Linked DNA regions of Mus musculus: region 1 is linked to region 2. A link is a contact called in public HiChIP or PLAC-seq data. All regions are on one chromosome and are shown on one strand. Each heading gives the region's core, a stretch centred on a gene start, on an enhancer-like site or on the middle of the called end of the contact. The rest is flanking DNA. Distances are from core to core; before and after follow the strand shown.

Region 1 (3,966 bases), core at 730-3,229, 720 kb after region 2:
TTTAAAATAGTTCTTCATGGTGTGGTGACCTCCAACCATTGAATCATTTTCATTTCTATTTCATAACTATAATTTTGCTACAGTTATGAGTCATAATGTAAATATCTGTGCTTTTCCATGGTCTTAGGCTACCCCTGGAAAAGGATTGTTTGACTCCCAAATGGATCCATAACCACAGGTTGAGATCTACTGCTCTACTCTAAGACGTGGTAAGATGCAAATCATTTTGGTTGTTCCACAGTACATGATAATTTCTTAGTTTTGACATCCGTGCCAGGTTATGTAAGGTCTCAGCTGAAGGAGAAATGGGAACCCTCACTTTTACCTTTGTAGTTTCTCCTGTGAATCTAAAACTTTAAAGCTTATTGGGAAAGTCCCTATGGTAAAGCTCTAATGCAGGACTATATTTTTCCATGTTTGGGGGCAAGTTTATAATCACATATGCTTCTTTCAAGACTTGCACGTGTGGGACTGACTCCAGAAACCACCCTGGCTTCTCTAGACATAGGATTCCCATAGTGCCTTGAACTTCCTTTGTTATTAGAACCCTTATTACAGTGCATCGCCAATGGATTGGCCAATCTCCAGGGTCAAGCCATGCTTTAGTCTTTATTTTATGCTCAGTTACTAGCAAAAATCTCTCCTAAAGGGACCTCTGCAGTCAATGAACACATGTGTTTGAGCTGTTTTAGTTATGACCACGGCACAACCACTGTAGTGGAGATTCATTCCTAAGAACATTTGTTGAGCATCCTTTATGTTTGGGTCGTAAGTAGAATCCAGGACTGATGCTTCCCATGATGGGCAACTGTAGCCTCCGAAACAGCTAAACTGCAATGAAAACAGAGGTTCCATTAGCCTTGTCCTAGTCATGTTTTCTCAAAAATAATCTATGGTCTTTGAGAACACCCTCTCCTATTTACAAGGGAAATTATACCTTATGAAGATAGCCACTACTCAGATGGTGGTGACAGGGCTCCAGGGGCATGGGGTGTTTGACCTTGGTAGCCTTTTATTGCTGTGTTTTGATTCTATCTTTGCTGGTTTCTTTTTTTCATTAAATGATTGGGAAAATTACCATGACTTTATTCCCATAGGCTGAAAATTAGCCTGCTATGCTGGAGCCCAAATCAGATTCTGATGACTAAGAATTAATCTATTTTCGTGGAAGCATGCGTAACGGAAATCTGTACGGCTCTTCTCTGCCATAGGAGAGCTGTCGTTGCTGTCACTAGTGACTGATATGCAGTGGCCAAATGTGGAGATCACTCAGGCCTGGGTCCCTTTGTTCTCTAACCAATATTGATCAAATTTTGTTGTTCCAGAGTACATCTGTTCACTGCCTTGCTTTTGCAAGCTAAGGAAATCTCCATTTTGAAAGTTAAAAGGTGTGTTTCAAGAGGTCTTCACATCCCACTGATATGACTACACAGAGCTGGAATTTCTCTGTCCTGACTTGGTATTTCTGGACTACTGCAATCTCAATACATGACAAGAGTTTATTGTGACGTTTTAATGTAATGGTTAAGAATCTTTTGAATTAGTTTACAATTTTATATATCATAGAAAAAGGTGGCAAAGGGTAAGACATACAACGAGCTATAAGTCTAAAGAAGCTGCATACACATTTTAAAACAGTTATTCAGGGGAGGCAGCAAGATACCTCAGCATGTAAGGGCATTTGCTGCCAGGCTGATGACCTGGGTTTGATCCCCACAACCCGTGTGGTGGAAGATGAGAACCAACTCCTTCAGCTGCCCTTCCCTCCACATGCATGTGCACACAAAAAATAGATAAACATGCATGTCCGGTGCTTGTCTATCGGGCACTTACATGCATTGTGCTATGTGCTTAGCAGAACTTAGACATAAAGGAGCTGCTCTCCCTGACTTCTGGGAAAGTGCAGCCTCAAGAGAGACGAAAGGAAGGAAGATGGCCAGGGTGCCTTTGCAGCTGGGTGCCTTTGCAACTGCCCTTGTTACTGTACTTAGCTTTGAGGACAGCCCTTTCCTGCTGCAGCAAGAGGCCCACCTGCTTTTCAGCACAGCTCAAGGATGAGCAGATGTCAGGGAGTTGACCATGGTGGGAGCAGCATGTTGTAAACTGTAAAATATCCTTAGCCAGGTTTTGACACCCTCTAGACGGGAATGGGCTTTTGTTAGACAGGCTTTGTCACTTGGTGAGGTCATCACCACCTCGTGTGGGATAATTTGACTTAGGCCACACACACACACACACACACACACACACACACACACACACACACACACACACTTTTAATAAACATAAAATGTTTCTCTATAGCCTCTTCACTCACCGCTAGTGTTACCTACTCCTTCTCTGCCCTTCTCCCTCCAGATTACCCTCTCTACCTCCTACCCACTTAAAGTCTCCCTGCTCTGCTTTTCACAGCTGCCCTTTCAAAGAGGGAGCCTCTTGTCTAGAGCTCTTTTTCCCCCATTCACCACTGTCTTCCCCTTTTGCTCTCCTGCTTCTGTTTTTCTCTGGGTTATAAACTCACACATTCAGAGCTAGGGTCCAGGAATACGAGATATCACATGACGTTTGTCTTTCTGGGTCTGAGTTACCTCACTCAGCATAATATTTCCCATTTGCCTGTAAATGTCATGACTTCAGTTCTCTTTACTGATAAAGAGAGTTCCATTGAGCATCTCCACCTTCTCATTATCTAGTCACCAGTTGAAGGTTGATCTGTATCATGGTCGATGGTCCCAGGTGTGTTAGCTGAGTATTTAATGATTAATTAGTGCACTGTCCCCTCAGTCTGGGCCTCACTGGGAAGGTTTAAGCTCCTACCTCTAGCCCTATAGCATGTCTGTCCATACATGCTTGTCTCATTATTGTTTGGGGGATAAGGGAAATTGTGGTCTTAGATTGTAATTGTAGCAAACATGTTCTAGCATGAAGTAAATTTTGGTTTACGTTATGTTACATCATTACTTCTGCCCATTACGTCTACTAGACATTGCCTTAGGATGCATTTCTTTCAGTAATTTAGGAATATGCTCTTAGCTTTTTGCTATAGGTTGTATAATGCTCGTGCGTTCACTGAAAATGACATGGCACACTAACCACTAGTTAGGCCAGTAGATTTTACAGCAGCATTGTCTAAGAAATTATCCCAAACCACATAGCCCTGGAAAGACTTGGTTCAAGAACGGATAATCTATACTGAAGAGAGAAGTCCCTACCCATATTGTTGACTTGCGTTTCTTCACCACCACAGTCAACAAACTGTGAATACTGGCATAACCTCAGTAGCAAGAGTCCTGCTTATCTATCTCCCTACTCCACACAAGTGGTGACTCCTCAGTTGAGTATAGTTTGGTCCATCTTTACAATGTATTTCTACCATGGAATCTAACGTTGTACGGCTTTTACTTGAATCTACAGTTCATGATTCTAGCCACCTGGGGGACAGAAATTAGTGTAAGGAAACAGATTTATCCCAGGCCAGCGCTGAGGAAAACAGTTCTGCCTCTCTTCGGACATCAGGGACATAAATGGTGTTTACAGGACACAGATGTATGGCAGCGAGGCAATGAGCAGAGAATCTTGATGTTGGGTAAGGTCTCTCTCTCTGGAATGCATTTTCCTCTCTTTGAAAATCTTTCTGGACCTAGGACATTGGCCTCTGGGACCACCATCTGCAGTTTCTTTCTGGAAATGCAGTGTTTTTCTGTGTCAATCAATGCCCACGAAGAGAAAGAGAATGCAAGGATGAATAAATACAAGATTGGAGAAGCCAAATGTAACAGAATTTCTGTTATATGCCTACAGCTATTATGATAAAACTAAAGGCTGACTCCAAAACAATCAAAATCCACTAATCTCATTAGATGGAATCCTTAATAATGTAGGTGCCTAAGTTTTCTTTCCTTCTGATTCTGAAATCTGTGTAATATTGGCAGGAGTGTGTGTGTGTGTGTGCGCGCGCGCGTGTGC
Region 2 (3,771 bases), core at 129-2,628:
CATGGAACAAGGAAGAAAACCCCCTACATGCAGCAGAGTGAGGAGGAAAATGTAAATGACATTATATGCTTCCTTATAAGAGAAATGTGTAACAATCATTTTCTTTACTATTATTAATATTATTACTGTGTGTGTGTATAATTGTGTGAGTGCAGCCATGTATGCCCAGTGCATATGTGGAGGTTAGAAGACAACATTTGGGGGTCAGTACTGTCCTTCCACTAACCTGGAGGTTAGGCTTCTGCCATAAGTTTCTCTACACATTAAGCCATCTCACTAGTCCAAGAGAAATTTTTTTCCTATTTAAATTTTACATGTTTTTCTTGGCACAGTGGCTCATGCCTATAATCCTAACACTTTGTGAGATAGAGGTACAAAGATACCAAGTTTGAGGTCATTTTTCAGCTACATAGTAACTAAGGTCACATGATATTCTGTCTCAAAAAAAGAAAATCACAAAACAAAAAGAAATACATAAAAAATATAATCTATTTTGGATTTTTGTTTGTTTCCTCCTTTGTTGGCACAGGGTTTCATGTAACCCAGGATAGCCTCAAACATGCAATGGAGATGAGGCTAGCCCTGAACTCCTGATTTCCTTGCCTCCAACTCTGAATTACTGGAATCATGGTGTATGGTGCACACACTAGACTCTAATTTGAATTTTAGAATCAGTCTCAGTGATTCTAAAGACAAAAGTGGAAGGAACCAGGGACTAACTTTCAGTTCATTTTACCTCCCAACGTCCCAAAAATCTTATAAACTCATTTTTTCCACATCTGTATGGAGAAATCTCTTCTAATTAGCATTTTAGCCCTAAATATTTTGGCTTTTGCATACAGAAATTTCATTATTGGTATTTAGCCAATCACAGTACTTGTCAAATTTCTATTTGGGTATCAGACAGCAAAATCTTAAATCTAAAAAGAACTCAAAACATAGGGAGAAACCTTATTACAAAATGTTTCTAAAAATCAAAAATTTAAGACAAGAAAAAAGCTAAACTTCATTTTTTTTTCAAAATACCTTTCCACACAGACTCTTAGGGCAGGCTTGTGGTTAAAATGTTTATAAGGAGAATTGCACCTGGGCTGTGGTCTGTTTTTAAATAAACTTGCACCTGCAGTGGCTTTTCATAGAATTGCTATTGGGATCTGCCTGTTGGCTGACTGGCAGAACCCAAAGCTAACCATTACCCACAGGTCCTAATCGACAAGTGGTCTACTTCCAAACTTCATTGGGAAAAAAAAAATAAGCTTAGAGTTCATGGTCATTTTTCTGTTGACATGGTAACAAACATGGTCCCAAGAGAATCCTTCAAACCCCGTTTTTGGTCCGTCAGCCCCAGTACTCTGGTCTAGCTGTGCTTTAAGGAAATGTATCATCTATTTGGGGAGGAGGCTGCTGCTACAGGCAAATATGGAGTCTTTCCTTTCCTGTGATATACTATTTGCTGTTTCCTGTTTTACAATTCTTTTATTCTGTCATTTCCTTACCAAAAATTTAACCGTTTACCACACAATCCTTATCAAAAATCATAAAGTATTTTAATTTAATCTTAGCAAGTCACAACTTAATTCAAGTCACCCTTTACTATTAAAATAGATTGCAATAAACTCCACTTGTGTCCCCACATTACCTTATATAAATTAACACATTCCTTCACCTTTTTAAAGTCATTTTCTTCATATGTATATAATTTCTCTCTTACACTAAATGAATGCTTCCTTGAAGCACAGTGGGGTTTTTAAAGAGCAGTTTCAAATGGCACTTAAAAAAAGAATATGAAGAGAAACCAAATGGGCACCACAGGGCTGGGGATATAGTTCAATGAGTGTGCACCACCAACACACACATAAGCACATACACACATAAGCACACATTTGTGTATATGCACACATTCCACACACACATGCACATATACACCACACACACATGCATACACATGTACACACACACACATATGAGCCCATACAAGCACATGCATATACATATACAGTAGATTTGTTAGATTAAAGAGCAAGACTCATTTCTATAATTCTGGTGCTCAGAAGACTGAAGCAGGAACATCGACAGGAGTTTGAACACAGCCTGGGCTACATAGTAAATCCCAGGCTAGTATCAGTTAGTGTGAGACCTAGAACAGCAGTTCTCAACCTGTAGGTCATGTCCAGTAGTCACATATAGATATCCTGCATAAAAGATATTTACATTACAATTCATAACAGTAGCAAAATTCCACTTATGAAGTAGCAATAAGAATAATTTTATGGTTGAGGGTCACCACAACATGAGGAACTAAAGGTTGCAGCATTAGGCTATATTAAAGAACCACTGCTCTACAGAGAGTAAAAAAGTGAGAGAGGAGCCAGGCGTGGTGGCACACGCCTTTAATCCCAGCCCTCGGGAGGCAGAGGCAGGTGGATTTCTGAGTTCGAGGCCAGCCTGGTCTACAAAGTGAGTTCCTGGACAGCCAGGGCTATACAGAGAAACCCTGTCTCGAAAAACCAAATAAAAAAGAAGAAAGAAAGAAAGGAAGAAAGAAAGAAAGAAAGGAAGGAAGGAAGGAAGGAAGGAAGGAAGGAAGGAAGGAAGGAAGGAAGGAAAGAAAGAAGGAAGGAAAGAAGGGAGGGAGGGAGGGAGGGAGGGAGGGAGGGAGGGAAAGAAAGAAAGGAAGGAGAGAAAAGAAAGTGAGAGAGGGAATATAGGTCAGAAGATACATTTTTCCTTGTTCTAATTATTTTATCAGTGTTTGTATTTGCCATCATTACCACGTTAAATACATTTTTCTTGAGAACAAGGAAAAAGAATAATACATGAAAAATGACCAATCAGTTATTTAAAAATATCAAGTGCAGGGCTATGGCTGGCTCAGTCAGTAAAAGCACTTGCCCTGTAAGCACAAGGAGCTGAATTTGATGTTTAGAACCCATGTAAATGTCAGGTGTGCTGGCATGGCAGTGCTCAGAATCTCAATGCTGAGGAGGGAGGCACAGGAAGGAGGATCCGTGGTTTTCACGGGCCAGTGTGTCCTAGTTGGTGAGCTCTGAATGAATGAGAGACCCATCTCAAAGGAAGTGGACTCCTGAGGATGAGACTCGAGTTGTCCCTCCACAAACACATACATCTATGCTATTGCACCCACAAGATGAAACTCACCAAGGCTGTATATTCTGTAATATACAAATCTCAAAACAAAATTTTAGTATCATCAAGATAACTTTTTTTTTGTTTGATTCTCTGGAATCTAGTTCTCTGGGGGGTCTCCTCTATCAAATCTGTTCCATATTACTCTGGAAGATGTATAGACACTAATCACCTTTTCTAAAAATGAAAAAACATTTCTCCCAAATCAGCATATCCTTGAGGCAGTGTCTTAGTCAGGGTTTCTATTCCTGCACAAACATCATGACCAAGAAGCAAGATGGGGAGGAAAGGGTTTATTCAGCTTATACTTTCCACATTGCTATTGATCGCCAAAGGATGTCAGAACTGGAACTCAAGCAGGTCAGGAAGCAGGAGCTGATGCAGAGGCTGTGAAGGGATGTTAGTTACTGGCTTGCTTCCCCTGGCTTGCTCAGCCTGCTCTCTTATAGAAACAAGACTACCAGCCCAGGGATGGCCCCACCCACAAGGGGCCCTTTCCCCTTGATCACTAATTGAGAAAATGCCTTACAGCTGGATCTCATGGAGGCACTTCCTCAACTGAAGCTCCTTTCTCTGTGAGAACTCCAGCTTGTATCAAGTTGACACAAAACTAGCCAGTACACG

Evidence for each region. HiChIP or PLAC-seq counts read pairs in DNA pulled down with a chosen protein or histone mark.
Region 1: a contact with region 2 is called in an H3K27ac HiChIP or PLAC-seq map of large pre-B cells, with 2.9 times the contacts expected there. The contact joins two enhancer-like sites.

The regions. Positions count from the first base shown.
Region 1 is chr5:89,253,427-89,257,392 of GRCm38.p6, forward strand. No RefSeq gene overlaps it. Among named protein-coding and RNA genes, the nearest start is that of Gm35855, 30 kb to the left of the region's middle. Within about 2 kb of position 1,980, at least 10 of the 459 cell types and tissues checked have an H3K27ac peak or open chromatin away from gene starts, as enhancers often do.
Region 2 is chr5:88,533,748-88,537,518 of GRCm38.p6, forward strand. No RefSeq gene overlaps it. Among named protein-coding and RNA genes, the nearest start is that of Jchain, 7.7 kb to the left of the region's middle. Within about 2 kb of position 1,379, at least 24 of the 459 cell types and tissues checked have an H3K27ac peak or open chromatin away from gene starts, as enhancers often do.